2 separate regions of the Manis pentadactyla genome follow, and region 1 is linked to region 2. The links are chromatin contacts, called in public Hi-C maps. All regions are on one chromosome and are shown on one strand. The core of a region is the stretch at or near the end of the contact, and the rest is flanking DNA. Distances in the headings are between cores, read along the strand shown. Region 1 holds the start of LOC118924470 (carbohydrate sulfotransferase 6). Region 2 holds the start of LOC118924456 (chymotrypsinogen 2).

Region 1 (3,793 bases), core at 138-2,637, 240 kb before region 2:
GCATTAGCTAACGTGTTTCCTTCTGTTGAAGGAAAACTTCCTCAGAACAGAGAAGTCACCCTCAAAAGGTGACACTAGAACCAGCTATTCTAGAACCTTATTTTAATGTTATTTAAATAAATGAAAGCCATCCACCTAAAATATAGATGTAGTGTAATGTCAGAATCATAACATCTATTTAAACCTAACAATTGCTGTATTTAAGAGCTGAGCTGTGTTGCCACCCCAGAAAAGCTTCAAAGAAAGAATAAGTAGGACTGGACTGGATACAGAAAAAAGCAGCTTTTGGCTGATGACATTGTCACCTTGGACTGTGGTAAGGACCCTGGATAGCTGGGCAGGCCTTTTTTTTTTTTCAAGTTTCAAGTGGCAGGAGTTCATTAAGCAAAGTGAAAACACCTCTCCATAAGGCAGGAGAGCAGGCTGTCTGGAAACCAGAAGCAGGCCCAAATGGGCAGGTCTTGACCTCCCAGTGTCTGTGTTGTTAGGATCTCAGCTGTTCTCTTCATCTAAAAGCCACTTCTAGGTTGCTTCCAAAATAGGGGCATCAACTACTGGACTCCACACTGAGCACAGAGTAGTTAAAATAAATCTTTCTGCCATGTTCAAAATATGGTTTGGGGGTGGTGGTGAAAGCATTCAATTGAATGGAAGCATTCAAGTGATAAGCCAATGTTATCTGTGGGGAGGACCATAGCTTCTCTTACAACCGGTTGCCAGACTTATACCCAATATAAAGTAAATATAGCAGAGAGGTATGTAGTTATCATTTATCCCTCGAAGAGCCAGATTTGTGTCCTGTTTCCGAGTCTGTCCTGCTGTGGAGTATTGTGAAAACAACAACGTTTGGAAATAAAGGGACCTGGCTTTGGTCTTACGCCAGGACCAGACCCAGGACCACTGCCAGTTCTGTGCATTATCCTCCAGGGTACAGTGTGCCATGAATGGCTGGACTTTTAAGTATGAACCACATTGAAGATTAACAGATGGCACACAGCAAGTATTTTAGTTGACTTTTTATGAAAATCTTACTTTACACAAATGTTAACGCGGAGGACGACTACGACCTCAATGCACAGAAACACCCTACTAACGCTCAGCCCTCTGGGAAAGCGTGCGAAACGCGTCCAGCGAGATCAACAGTCAACCAGTGGTCTCCGCGCCCTGTTAGCCCCACCCCTACCATGCCCCGCGTCCTTTCTATTGGTTCCTTTGCCTGCGTTCTGTTGCCGTGGAGACCAGGGCTATGGCAACCAGGAGAAGCCAAACTTGGTCCTTCCTCTGGAACCGCGGAGGGATCCTTGCTGGCGGCGGGATTCGTCACGGCGCTCATGGCGCTGTACGAGCTGTTCTCTCACCCTATCGAGCGCGGTTACCGCGCAGGGCTCTGCTCCAAGGCCGCGGTGTTCCTGCTGCTGGCCGCCGCGCTCACGTACATCCCGCCGCTGCTGGTGGCCTTCCGCAGCCATGGTGAGCCTGTCCCGTCCGGTGCGCGACACAGCTCCCCGCCGCGGCCTTCCTGACCTCCCCGCCGCCTTCCTGTCCTCTTTACCTCAGGGTTTTGGCTGAAGCGGAGCAGCTACGAGGAGCAGCCCACCGTGCGCTTCCAGCATCAGGTACTGCTCGTCGTCCTGCTGGGCCCCGAGCGCGGCGGGTTCCTGGCCTGGAGCACGTTCCCCGCCTTCAACCGGCTGCAGCGGGATCACCTGCGCGTCCCGCTCGTTTCGGTGCGTGGTTCCCGGCTGGGCCTAGCCTCCCACCCGGACTCGGACGGGAGTGGGAGGGAAGAAGGGGGCGAGCTTAGAACCCACGGAAGCAGCGTACACAAATTCGTTAGCTTGAGCATATATTTAATTTCCTGGAAATTAAATCGCATGTTTCGTTCGACTTCTCCAAGCCGTCCCCAACCCCAAGAAACTGCTGCCAGCGTATGAGTGTCCTACCGAGTCCAGAAGCCTGGGGAAAGCATGTCTCTGACCGCCCCCTGTCACTCCCTTGGGTCTGGCCGTCGGAAATGGGCATATATTTTTATGCAGACTCTACTCGTGGAAGCCAAGACGCTGATTGGTTAATCGACCTGCCCAGAAAGTGCTGCTGGTCCAGTCCCTCCTCCCTGGGCTTGTCTCATTAGATGCTGTTTCAGCAGCTGTCCGGATGACAAGGAAGCATTTCACTCTCTATAATGTATATTTGATTCAGAAAGAGTGCTTCCTGGACAATCACTGCCCTTCTGCTTATTTTCTGAAAACATTTTCCTTTAGAAATATGAAGATTATGGTTTTCCTCTCTCCAAAGTTGAATCTCTTTAGAATAGCTCTGAGATGAGCGTCCTACAAGTCAAATCTGTGTAGCTGAGAAAACAAAAATTCATACTTATTCCAGCAAGTAAGTAAAATGAAAGTTTTAAATCTGGTCATATGAATAACAACAACAAAATTTATTTCAGATTACTTTTTTCTGATTACTTTAAATTTTCTTGTATTCTAGTTTTAAAAATGCGTGCTCATTGTAGATTATTGAAGAGCTACAGGTATATATAATGACAAAATTAAAGGCTCAGTTTGGTTAATCAAGGATGTTCTTAACAGCTGCAAAGTATTTCATGCTATGGAATAACTAATGTATTTAACCAGTTCCTTACTGATGGATATTTGATTTGCTCTTTTTTTTTTTTTCACTATTAGAATGTTGCAGTGAACAAGATTTTGAGTAAATCTTACACCTCTAAACATCAAATTTCAGGGAACTGGAAAACAAGCTGTTGAAATTGTATAAGTATATAGAAAACTAAGCAAGCAAATAAAATAATTATTCACTTCCGAGAAGTAAGAGAAAAGTGAGAAAGGCAAAGTAATCAGAGTTGTGAATAGGGTTTACCTATTACTTAGATAACCAGAAGGAGAGTTTAACTTTTTGTGGGTGGGTGGAATGGGGAGAAGGTATCTGGGGATGGGAGGGCTGGCAAGAGGAAGGGCAAGAAAATTAATCTTCATCTCTCTTTGTGGGAAATCAGTAGAGAATTCTCAAAAGTGAGAAATGAGAAATGCCAATGCAAATGTTACTTGAAGGTATGGAAATACGTTTCTAAATAATCAGGTAAATGAGATGAAAATATTTGCCATGGGGTGGAAATCTGCTGGTTTTGTAGCACACATTGCTGAACATTTTGATTCCTTAAATTATCAGGTCTGTTAAATTGATTGTAAAAGAACTGGGAACAAAAAAATAGAGTAGGAGACAAATTTCTTTCAGTAGCTCCTCACTAATCATGACATGTTGCCTGTTTTTATTCTTTTTTGAGATTCTAATACCCCTGGAGAAGGGTGACTGGATGAGAGGCCAGTGTTGAGGTCCACTTACTTTTATATACCCACTGGACTTGCAGGAGTCCCTGTTTCCTTTCCAAATGTGGAGGCAAAGGTTTTTTTATTTTTTTATTCCAAACAAAAAATTAACTTGTTAGTTTTACTTTAGGTTATCATTTCCTGTCTTTTAAATCTTTGGTAGAATTTTTTTCTTCACATTTGTATATTCCTCTCTGTCGTACTTTTCTGGCTACTTGAGTATAAGAAATAACCATGAAAATTTTAAATAATCATGAAAACAAGGTATAGCATTAGGTTTCACTCATTTGTTCTTTTCACTTGGTCTTCCACCACAATTTCTTGGCTCCCCACCTGGAATGCTAGTTAGCTTCTTATCTCTGTAACCAGAAACTACTCCCTTGAGGGCACTGCCCATATTCCTCCGACTGCTGGTGCGTGTGTGTTCTGATTTTAAATCTGTGAAACCA
Region 2 (3,541 bases), core at 757-3,256:
GCGGGCGGGCGTGGCCAGCTTCAGCAGGGTGATGTCGTTGTTGATGGTAAACATGTTGAACTTGGGGTTCTTAAAAACCTGGGGGTCAGACAGCCGTGGTTGGGGGCCGGGAAGAAGCCACACGAGCCAGGCAACACCTCATGGCCTCAGCGCCCCTCTCTGGACAATGGCCAGTTTTACTAGGCAGCTCCTGCCGTGGCCCCAGGAGCCAGAGGCCCAGACCCAAGACCGAGGTTCAGACCTTCCCCCGTGTGGCCCCTCGCACTCCCTGCTTCCTGCTTTGCCAGTCATGAGCGGGTACTGGGATGATCTGGAGGAGGCACACAGCCCCTTTCCGGGGGTTTCAGGCCTCTTGGTCCAGCCCAGTTAGCCTGGGCTGCACCCTCCTGACAGCCTGCCCTGCCGGGGGTCGCCTGGACTTTGGAGGCCACAGTACCTTGGCGATCTTCAGCACCTGGATGTCCTCGGCGGCTGAGCCCTGGTCAAACTCCCCAGCCACGACCAGGTGGGAAGTTCTGGAGAGGGTCAGAGAAGGGAGGGGGGTTCCTGCTGTGAGGTGGGGGCAGGCGGGAGGTGCAGGGTGCTTGTGTGTGTGTGAGAGCACGCGTGTGCAGGCCTAAGGGTCGTGTGCACCTTTGTAGATGTGCACACACTTGTGTGGTGTTGATCACAGATGGAACTTAAAACAGCAACCACTGCCCCAGAAACAGCCACCTACAGCCTGCGGTGTTTCCTTCCCAGCGACCCCTGGGAGACAAGCAGGACTTGAGTTGGCCACACATTTCCAAATAAGGAACCTGATGAACTAAGGCATTAGAGGGCTAGTCCTCAGCACTGGCTCAGGGCTTTGCTCCCACCCCAAGGGGTTTCCTGGGGATCCCAGGCCCTCACCTGACACTGCAGTGGGCTGCAGTGACCACCCAGTCCTCACTGATGAGGGAGCCACCGCAGAAGTGGAAGCCGGTGCTGTCCTGTTTGAAGATGGGCTGGTCAGTGCTGGCTGGACCCCAGCAACCTCCAGCCTGGCTCACAAGCCAGGGCTCCCCACTCACGTGCAGAATGCCCCCTCACCTGCAGGGACACCTGCCAGGGCCAGGAGCCGGGAACAGCCTCCTCCCCATTGACAATCCTGGACAGACCACTCAGCACAGGGTGGATGGCAGGGACCCCGCAGCCTGTGGGTGGGAGTATCACTGACGAGTGGAGGCCAGGGTGGATTCTGGACCCCCCAGCCCAGGTCCCATTGACCCAGGAATCCCCCAGAGACAACTTAGTCTGACGTGTGCCTCAGCCCAGACCAACCCAACAGGTTGAGTGTGGAGCGGCAGTAGGGCCGCAGCTCCCCTGGGAGGCTGACTCTGTGGGTCTGAACCCAGCCTCCTCACTGCCTAGCTCAACCTCTCCATCTCAGTTCCCATTGGCAGAAAGGGGAGCATACAGTTGTTAATGTCGCAGACTTGGTATAAGGATACAGGCAAAACAGGAATGTGCTCTGTTCCTGGCACATCGTAAGTGCTCAGTAAACACGAGTTTAAAAGGGCTGAGTTCAAGGGCCAAGCTACTCCTGCCCACCAGCTCACCAGCTGAGCCCCTGACCAGAGAACCTTCTGTTCCCCTGGACTTGTCCTCCCCGACCCCTGCACAGGGTGTGAGGCCTGGGGGCAGAGCCAGGAAGGCCCACCTCCTCCCCAGGGGCCTCACACTGGCCGATCGGATCCAGTTCTCCCCGTGTCCCTGCTGAGGCCGTGGAGATGGTGAGCCTCAGAGCGGGGCAGAGACTCGCTCAGGCCACACCACCGCGCATGGCCGGACAGGGAGCAGGATGCTGCTGCCCCTGGCCGGCTTCAGGCTTGGAGGAGAGGGGGGACAGCCTCCCTGGCCTCTGCCTGCCCCGGCACTCACCGAAGGCTGTGCCCAGGAGGGCGCAACAGGAGATGAGCCAGAGCAAAGCCATGGTGCTGTGGTCAGGGAGGTGGAGGTGCCTGCCCAGAGGGCTCCCAGTTATAGCTCAGTGCACCAGCTGTTATCTGGAGACCTTGACATGACAATCCCTTTCCTGTGTGCCCAAGTGGGCAGGATGTGCCAGAGCAGGGCTGGCATCGGAGCCTGGGATGGCAGCAGCTGTGGCCCATGGCTAAGCCTGGAGCCAGGGCGAAGGGCAAAGGAGGGGCCGAACAAGGTGGCCCCTGGCCCACACCCAAGGGCAAGTTGGGTCACTTGCTCTTTCTCCTCTGCTGCCTCGGGGGGCCTTGCCTCTGTGTAGGCAGCCAGGCCTGAGAAGGGTTTGAGCCCCAGGCTGGTCTCCCCTAGTCTGGGGGACCTCGGACAAGTAATTTAGTTGGTACTAGTTATTCAAAAACCGCAGGGCAGTTTTTGGGAGCAAGTGTGGGGACCGAGTCATGGGTGAGGGCATGGCTGCCAGGGGCTGAGGACGCTCCCTGGTCTCCAGGATGGCCAAGAAGGCTCGGCGCAGTCTCAGCTCAGTGTCTGCGGCGGTCCCTCGGGCTGTGTGGAGTGCGGCTCATGGGGGCAAGGTGCCCACGGCCTGCTCACATGCAGCCATCCCATGGTGCCCTGGAATTGAGCCTGTGACATCCTGGGGCAAGATGGGCCCAGGGGCCATCCAAGGAGCCCCTGCTCTGGCCAGGAGAGGGCTGGCAGAGGCTGGCCCAGGCAGGAAATGGGGAAGGGAGGGCCACTTTCCCAACAACTGAGAAACTGGGCAGCGAGAAAGCACAGGGGGAAAACGGTATCTCATGGCTGTCTTTAATTTCTGTTGAATTGACGATTAGACTGTTGGGGGTTCACTGTACAGATTTTGGCACAAAATAACCGTGGGGCCTCGGGCAAGTTACTTGCCCTCTCTGATCCCATTTCAAAGTATGTAAAATGGGGATGCTTAAAGTACGAGTCCCACAGTCGGGAAGGGCACACGCCATGCTGAGCGTGCGAGGACCGGCCTCACGCAGCCCACCCCGGGGGAGGGTCTTTGCACCCCCCTTGAGTCGCCGGCTGGCGCCCTCTGCAGGCTCCAGGGATTGCCCAGGGGCCGGGAGGGATGGGCGCAAGGTGCCAGGTGCGAAGGCAGGCCTAAGACAGGACGCATCTGTCACCCAAAGCTCACCAGGCTCCCGCTGGAATAGAACAAAGGAACAGAAACACAGATCCCCGCCTTTAGCAAGGTTACATGGCGACACGGGTGGGAGGGGTTAAAGAGAAAAGTTAAAAAAAAAAAAAAGAAAGGAAAATATACATTATTGCCAGCTAAGGACTTATCGCTCATTATCATTATCAATACGGAGGCGGGAGGGCCTCACTCCGAAGGGGACATTGAAGTCGCAAAGCGCGAGTCTGCAGCCAAGCCCAGCCCCGAGGAGCCGGCGCCCCGGCGGGGGGCACAGAGGGCAAAGCGCGCCGGCCGGGGTGTCGGGAGGCCCGCAGGGGCAGCGCCTGGCCGACGGGGAGGCAGGGCGGCCCGGGCTGACCCGTGGGAGCCACCAGCTGGCCCGGCCGGGCCGCCCACGCCCCACGCGCCCCAGCG

The links. Hi-C and Micro-C count contacts between places; a contact is called where the count stands out from the background.
Region 1: a contact with region 2 is called in a Hi-C map of fibroblasts, with 2.5 times the contacts expected there. The contact joins the promoter of LOC118924470 here to the promoter of LOC118924456 in region 2. A contact is called at or near these places in 2 of 3 Hi-C or Micro-C datasets (fibroblasts and skin fibroblasts).

The regions. Positions count from the first base shown.
Region 1 is chr15:61,759,534-61,763,326 of mManPen7.hap1, reverse strand. LOC118924470 (carbohydrate sulfotransferase 6) reads left to right here and starts at 1,387. Exons shown (of 3, transcript XM_036909300.2): 1 at 1,387-1,616. It overlaps TMEM231 (transmembrane protein 231), which reads left to right. Exons shown (of 7, transcript XM_036909296.2): 1 at 1-1,470; 2 at 1,558-1,727. The coding sequence starts at 1,020.
Region 2 is chr15:61,517,353-61,520,893 of mManPen7.hap1, reverse strand. It overlaps LOC118924456 (chymotrypsinogen 2), which reads right to left and starts at 2,006. Exons shown (of 7, transcript XM_036909269.2): 1 at 1,903-2,006; 2 at 1,072-1,175; 3 at 892-971; 4 at 437-515; 5 at 1-78. The coding sequence starts at 1,954.